2 separate regions of the Mus musculus genome follow, and region 1 is linked to region 2. The links are chromatin contacts, called in public HiChIP or PLAC-seq maps. All regions are on one chromosome and are shown on one strand. The core of a region is the stretch at or near the end of the contact, and the rest is flanking DNA. Distances in the headings are between cores, read along the strand shown. Region 1 overlaps Plxnd1 (plexin D1). Region 2 has its middle 6.4 kb from the start of Gm24008.

What was found. HiChIP or PLAC-seq counts read pairs in DNA pulled down with a chosen protein or histone mark.
Region 1: a contact with region 2 is called in a FOXA1 HiChIP or PLAC-seq map of pancreatic cancer cells. The contact joins two enhancer-like sites. A contact is called at or near these places in 1 of 115 datasets of contacts at active chromatin or transcription factors (pancreatic cancer cells) and 2 of 9 other capture datasets (liver and pancreatic islet).

What each region holds. Positions count from the first base shown.
Region 1 is chr6:115,973,377-115,977,339 of GRCm38.p6, reverse strand. It overlaps Plxnd1 (plexin D1), which reads left to right. Exons shown (of 36, transcript NM_026376.3): 6 at 593-770; 7 at 862-970; 8 at 1,287-1,389. Among named protein-coding and RNA genes, the nearest start is that of Plxnd1, 20 kb to the left of the region's middle. Within about 2 kb of position 1,524, at least 43 of the 459 cell types and tissues checked have an H3K27ac peak or open chromatin away from gene starts, as enhancers often do. A contact at or near this core is called in pancreatic cancer cells, where this site is marked.
Region 2 is chr6:115,715,534-115,719,314 of GRCm38.p6, reverse strand. No RefSeq gene overlaps it. Among named protein-coding and RNA genes, the nearest start is that of Gm24008, 6.4 kb to the left of the region's middle. Within about 2 kb of position 1,439, at least 261 of the 459 cell types and tissues checked have an H3K27ac peak or open chromatin away from gene starts, as enhancers often do. A contact at or near this core is called in pancreatic cancer cells, where this site is marked.

The sequences.
Region 1 (3,963 bases), core at 275-2,774, 260 kb before region 2:
GGGAGGAGCTGAAGTGCTCTTGAAGGGAGAGAATAGGACAGGTAAAATATAGAGGTGGGATTGCATGCAGAATAGAGTCAGGTGGGGCACAATGGTAGGCAAGAAAACGGTGCCCACCAGCCTTGCTCTGGGAGAGGGTGTGGAGTATGAGGAAGATAGCTTCATAGCAAACTACAGTCCAGGGGCCCTAAGGTGGGAGTGAGGTCCACGTGTCTGGGGTTGGAGAGTGGGGGCCTAGCAAGCGTGTGCTGCAGAGGCCTTCTGTTTTGAGATACCATAGCCCAGTCCAGCCTTGTACTTGTAGCAATCCTCCTGCCCCAGCTTCCCAAGTGCTGGGATTGCAAGCTGTGTCGCAACGCCTGGTTGACAGAGCCTGTGTGACCTCTGAGATGAGGAGCCTCAAGTGGAAACACTAAAGCCCCAGGGTGTCGTCCGAGTAGAGAGCCTTGGCTTCCCTCGAGACAAACCGTTGTGTTTTTTGTTTTGTTTTGTTTTTTTCGGAGAGACACTCAGGCAGGATCAGACAGATGCTCTGCGATAGGATCTGTAAGGGGCACAACCTGGGCCTCACCTGAGGGCATCTCTCCCCCAGGGTATGATCTTACAGATCTCAGGAAGCCTGCCCAGCCTCAGCGGCATGGAGATGGCTTGTGACTATGGAAATGGCGTTCGAACGGTGGCCCGGGTACCTGGCCCTGCCTATGATCATCAGATTGCCTACTGCAATCTCCTGCCCAGGGCCCAGTTTCCATCCTTTCCTGCTGGCCAGGGTGAGTGCCTGGCTGTGATGCCAGCCCAAGGGTGGGACCCTGCCAGCATCACCTGTGGATGACGACATTTGTATCTCTGATTACTTTCCAGACCACGTGACCGTTGAGATGTCTGTAAGGGTCAAAGGACACAACATTGTCTCAGCCAATTTCACCATCTACGACTGCAGCCGAATTGGACAAGTCTACCCCCATACAGCGTAAGTGGGCAGCGGGAGGGGGAACAGGCCCCACACAACTTGGAGAACAGCTTCAGACCCTGGAACACACAACAGACGGGATGCAGTACACACAACAGACAGGATCCCATACCTTTCCCTTGCATGTAGCAAGCTTTGACCAGCCAGGCCCTGCAAACTGACACCAGACTGGCAGAGGCAGACTAAAAGAGTCTACCTGTTTCTCCCTTGCATACCTCTCATTAGTGGAAAGCTCACTACCAAGCAAGATGGCCCATCTGCCCCCTTTCTCCAAGGCACTAGGGTCATCCTTTCTGAGGGACCCCTTGTCTTCCAGCTGTACCAGCTGCCTGTCCACACAGTGGCCTTGCTCCTGGTGCATCCAGCTGCATTCATGTGTCTCCAACCAGTCTCAGTGCCAGGACTCGCCAAACCCCACGGTAAGTCTTGTCTTGGGTCTACCCCACCCACGGCTTTAGTACCCACTTCTCTTGATTTTAAAGTTACCATAGTCCTGGCATTGCACTAACAGCCCGGGGTGGGGTGGGGCAGGGGACTGACTCATCACTGCGTGTTCAGCCAGTCCCTGTGGCTGGGCAAGCTGGTGGCCTTTTTTCCTCCCCTGCCCTTGAATCTCTCTGGGTAACTACTCCAGGAAAGCTGGTTCTTAGAGGCGACACTTCAGGGCTACAGTGTGACCTTCTGGAAAGTCCGAGCCAGGCTGAAGCTGTGCCCTTCATCCACAGCAGATACTAAGGGTGGAACATTGTCATCCCCTGTTTACGGTTTCTCAGACACTTCAATCTTTTGTCCCTATGGCTGTAAGAGGAGGTGGCTTATTCAAGACCACCTACCTGGGAGGCCTTGAACCCAAATCCCTCTGCCTTTCTTTGAAATATAGAGTTAGGTACTAAGACCCATGGCTCTGTTCCCATGGTATGTCACCTTCACCCTGGAAGGCTCCTCCCTCTTTCAGGGGTCACACGTGAAATTCCCAGACCTTAGCAGGGGAGTAGCGGTGCCTCGAGCTTAGACATACCTCCCCTTGCTTTATGTCAGGGCTGTGCACCCTGGGAGGGGCTGCCACAGCCTCAGCCGGACCCTCAGGCCAGCCTTCAGCAGCATGCAGAAACCACACCCAGCTCACAGAGTGCACACAGAACAGGGCTTCTCACTGACAGGCCCAGGAGTGGCCTATGGTCATACTGAGAGACGCTCTGGGTGTTGGGATATGGTTAGTCTAGGCCCATTATCCCTGTGGCTCTGGGGTTGGGGGGCATCCTAGTTATGACATGTCCTTACCTACAACCCTAAGCTGCATACACAGCAGGGACTTGGTGGCTGCTGAAGACCAGAAGTATCCATTGCATCTGCCTGGTACATGCCAACCCTGAAGGACCAGGGGCCCACCTTACAATCCACCAGCGCTCACTGAGTGCTGCTTGTATACTGAAGTCTGTGCTAAGCACTGGGGAAAAGCCAATTAGATGTAGTTCTGTCTTTCCTACCACAGGCTCAAAGCCTTAGCTCTGACCTGTGGCTGTGTGATCCCAGGCAAGCTGCTGACCCTTTCTGTGTCTTTCTCCCTCTGTAAAGTGAGGCCCACAGCAAGGGCTAAATTAGATATCTGGAATTACTCCAGGAGGCACCAGCCCTATACTTGGCACCTAGATGATTTTAGAATCTGTGGCTACTGTGCATGGGTGCCCAGCAGAGACATCTCCTAAAAGGATTTTGTGTGGGTCTTGACACCTGCATAGGAGCTCAGCAGCTGGGAGGTGTGTCTGATGCTGGCAGTCGGCTTGTTCTCCAGGTCTGCAGCTCTCCCTCAGGGCAGGAGTGGGCCAGCCCCAGAGGGGCTGTCGGAGAGCATTACTGTAATCTGGCAGGAGAAGAGGCAGCTTCACCAAGGCCTGTGCAAGGGTCTGAACCAGTGCTCGACTTGGCATTTAATTAAGTGCCAGTTAGCTGTGGAGGCGCCAGGCCTCCCAGGCAGACGGCAGGCAAGAGGGTCTGCATATCCTCCGGGACCCCTGGCTCCTGGAAAGGGGGCCCTGAAGGTTGTGCTTGCAGCCACGTGCACGTGGTCCCAGTGGCTCCCACGGGGAGGCTGCTAGGGTTGGCTCCGGGGTTGGGATGAGAAGAGGCAGGAAGGTGCCAGGTGTTCCGGGGCCAGTGTTGCCTCTCAGAGCCTAGTGCTCCCAGGGCAACATGATGTCAAGCTCTGGAAGCAGGATGGGAAGCGGTAGCTGGATCAGAGCCTGGTGTGTTCCAAACCACAGGGCGGCACAGTGCTGGAGCCAGTGGCTGAGTGGCTTGATGGGTATTGACAGCCATCACAGACTGCGGGCTGGACCACAGCAAGTGGCAGCAGGCCAGGAGGCCCTGGTCACTGGGTCTATTGATGCTTGTTGGCTGGCTTGGGATGCCAGCGCTTGCCCTCTTGAGCTTGGAGACACTGTAGGAGTCTGGGCACTCCTGCAGCTCCATCTTTCCAGGAGCACGTTTGGGATCCTAGCCACCTAGCATTGCGCCCTGGCAGTTCCAGCTAGGCGAGGAGAGATCTGTGCCAACCTGTGTGAACCAGAGCAGGCTCTGTGCACACCTGCACGATGGTAGCCGCTGACCTCTCCCCGTCTCCTGTGCACTCATCCCTGTCCTACGTGTAACCATACACAGCTTCCCGAGCCTGCAGGTCAGGTCGGCAAATGGGAAAAGCCGTCTGATGGCCTGGGTGGAAACAGGAAAGGGAACCCTGTAAGGGAAAAGCCCAGACTGGCTCTGGCCATGGAGTTAATCAGCTAATGCCTGTGAACAGTCACCTTCAGGCACCGCTGGATCCAGGAGCTCAACGGTGGTGTAAGGGGTTTCTCAATAGACTCTTCGCTGGTCTAGCTTGGTCAGTGTTCCCCTTAAGGGGAATGTCCCCTGTGTTATTAGGAAAGGAACTAGTAGTAACATGAAATATCCCATGACTACCTATCTGTAATGTCAGCACCAGGGAGGCTGAAGCA
Region 2 (3,781 bases), core at 190-2,689:
ATAAGGGAGTGGCAAAGTCCTCTGTCTTTGTTTTTTGTTTGTTTGTTTAGTTTAGTTTTTCTAGACAGGGTTTCTCTGTAACAAAGCCCTGGCTGTCCTGGACTCGATTTATAGACTAGGCTGCTGCCCTTGAACTGACAGAGACCCACCTGTCTCTGCCTCTGCCTCTGCCTCTGCCTCTGCCTCTGCCTCTGCCTCCTCTGCCTCTGCCTCTGCCTCTGCCTCTGCCTCTGCCTCTGCCTCTGCCTCTGCCTCTGCCTCTGCCTCTGCCTCTGCCTCTGCCTCTGCCTCTGCCTCTGCCTCTGCCTCTGCCTCTGCCTCCCAAGGGCCACCAAGCCCCTCTCATTTCTTTAGTTTTTAAGATACAGAATCTACAGGTAGCACAGGTTGTCCTCAGACTCAAATCCTCTTGTCTCTGAAAACTGAGTGCTGGGATTAAAGGCATGCCAGACTTCTGGATACTTTTCTACGTATTCCATGATAAAAATTAAGTAGAGAGATGAGTTAGTGATTAAGTGTGCATGTTGCTCTTCCAGGGAACCCGGGTTCTGTTCCCCACACCTACATTGAGCTGCTCACAGTGACCTGCAACTCCAGTTCCAGGAAGATCCAACATGTGTGGTCTCTGAGGCCGCCTGCATCCACATGTACACGCGCGCCCATGTGTGTGTGTGTGACAGAGAGGGAAAGTCAGAGAAGGAAAGAAACAGAGGGAGAAAAGGGAGAGAGAGAGAGAGAGAGAGAGAGAGAGAGAGAGAGAGAGAGAGAGAGAGAGAGAGAGGAGGGAAGTGGAGGGAAGTGGAGGGAGTAAGTTTGAAACCATGAACTTTGCTCTTCTGGACACAAGAGGGGGTGCTAACCGGTGACCAGCTAAGGAAACCAGGTTTCCTAGCAACAGAGAAAAACATTGAGCAGGAAGTTTCTAAGATTCAGTCGATGGATTTCAGCTCTGCACCTGCTTGGGGCAAGGCTCGCTCCTGGCACCTGGAGCCTTCTGTTGAGTCTTGAGCGTCCTTGACCTTTTGTGGGAAAGTGGAGTACTCCTGAACACGAGGTCAGATCGGCAGGGCTGGGGTGCTGAGCCCTGGATCGCCTTTCTTCCCTGATCTTTTCCGTAGGACTCCAAACCCCCTGGTGTTTCCCTCAAATGAAGAGGCAATTAAGGCATGGGAAGGAGGGAGTTTGCCTGGAGCATGCTGAGACTTCAGGTTGTAAAAACAGAAAGATTTGGGTTGCAATGACCATTCTTAGGTTTGTTATTTTAACAGATAAGTATTGGGTAAATAAGTATTAGGCAAATCCTGTGGAATAGTAATAACACAGGAAGAATCCACTGTGAAGCGGCTGGGCTGGGGCTCCGTGGTAGAATGTGCGGGGCGTTGCTGCCCGGATCTTGGCTGGCCCTGTGGCACTAGCAGGAGGTGCTGAGACCTTTAAGAGGCGGGGCTTACCTGAATAGCTGTGAGATCATTGGGTGCACGTCCTCAAAGGGACTGGTTGGACCAGTCTTTGTGTGTGATAGACTTACTGGGGAGACACAACACACACACACACACACACACACACACACATCTGTTCTCTCAGAAAGGGAACCAGTCTTTGTGTGTGATAGACTTCCTGGGGAGACAAACACACACACACACACACACACACACACACACACACACACACACACACACACATCTGTTCTCTCAGAAAGGGAACCAACCCCATGACAGAACCAAGAAACATCCACACCAAGGTCCAACTTGGTTAAACTAGTGAGATTTTATTGGTCTGCTAACAGGAGTGTGGGTGAGGGGTTATTTACAGTACCAGGTGTGGCTCAAAAACAGCTGCATCACCAAAAAGCCCCAAACAGAGTGACGACTCACAAAAGCAGCAACCCTGAAGCGCTCTGTACACCATGCAGGCAGCTGACAGATCCAAGATATCTCCTCTCTGCAGCTGGGCTGCTCAGAGTCTGTTCCAACAGCTGTTTATTCCTTCTGGAAAGCTGGAGAAAGACCTTCCAGATTCTCGCAAGTTTCTGCTTTCCCAGAAGGTGACCTCTTGTTTACCTCCGTGATCTCCCAAGGGCCCCTGACCCTGGAAGGAAAGTTTGGATTCCGTGGACTCTGCCGCCCAGCTCCAGCCCTCTCCTGCCTCTCTTGCACTCACTCGGCAACCGGCCTCCTTTGGCTCCAGCTTCCATGTTTGTCCTCACCACAAACCCAAATGTCTGAAGCCATGAGCCAGAACGAAGCTTTCCTCTTTTTAATTTGGTTCTCTACAGAACTGTCAAAGAAGCAGAAATCTGGCTAACAAATGGAGAAAGAAATTGAGAAATGGATCACAGTTAAACTCCTGCACAGGGTACTCAGCACACACACCGTACAGTTCAGAGCAGCCTGCAACGCCAGCTACAGAGAGCCAAAGCACATTTCTGGCCTCTGAGGGGATCTTTTGGATGCCCACTGTTAGCATTCTGTCTAAGCTCTGCCCCACAGTTACCTGGATTGCCAGGTATGTCTGACACTCTATAAAGGGGGCTGCTTGCCCCCTCCTTTCTCTCTTGCTCTCTCTTGCTCTTGCCTTCCTGCTCCTGCTCAGTCCTCCTCATGGCCAGTCTCTACTCCCCTCCTCTCCTCCTCTCCCCTCCCCTCCCCTCTCTCTCTGCCTTTCTCCACCTCTACTACCCTAACTCCCTTCCCCATATCCTGAATAAACTCTTTTCTATACTATGGTGCTATAGCTGGTCCCTCAGGAGGAAGGGATGCCTCAGCATGGGCCCTGCGATGGCTCCTTCCCCCACACCTCACCACACAGCCATAAAACATATCCCCCCTCTTTATCTTTTAATAAACACATCACCACTACATGCATGTCTCCATTTCCCTACATGCTGATCTACATGTAATTAACAACAAAATAAGTCTGTAAGAGAAAGAGGAAAAAAATAACACCGGAGATGCATGGAGACTAAACAGGATGACATGCAAATGTCTTCCCCAATCCAATGTATAAAAGAAATATTTAAAACCATATTTTAATTTATTTTATATTTTGAGACAGCGTCTTACTTTGTAGCTCTGACTGGCTTGGGACACACTGTATAGACCAGGCTGGCCTTGAATTCACAAAGACCTGCCTGCTCTGTCTCCTGAGTGCTGGGATTAAAGGTATGCCCAACCTATCATCATTTTTATTCTTATTTTAAAAGCTTATTTTTTTAAAGGTATGAAGCTGTTTATTGTCTCTAATAACCAGATAAATTAATGTTAAAACTTTGGGGAGGGAGTAATTTCTCTAGCAAGTGAAGAAAACCACTTTAAATAAGAGCTTGCTGTTAGGGAGGAACTTACAATTGTGTTGGGGCCTCACTCTGAGAAAGCAGTCTGGCTGCCACTAGCAGGAGCCATAGAATGGCTCTCCTAGACAGTGTGGTGATGTGTACCTGTAATCCCAGCACTTGGTAGGTGTAGACAAGACGCAGAAGTTCAAGGCTACCCTTAGCATCAAATCAAGTTTGAAGTCCGTTGGACTTGCAGGCGATCCTATCTCCAGACGTCCTTCTGTGATCCAGCAACTGTGCTTCAGACATAATTGGAAATGTGGCAAAAGGTACACATGACAATATTGATGCCAGTTTTCTTTATGATGTCCCCTGACCTGAAGCAGAGAGGGAGTCAGAGAGAGAGAGAGAGACTGAGAGACAGAGACAGAGAGACAGAGATGTGGGACTCCAGAGTCAACTACCTTGGACCCATGGGGGCTCACAGACTAAACTATCAACCAAACA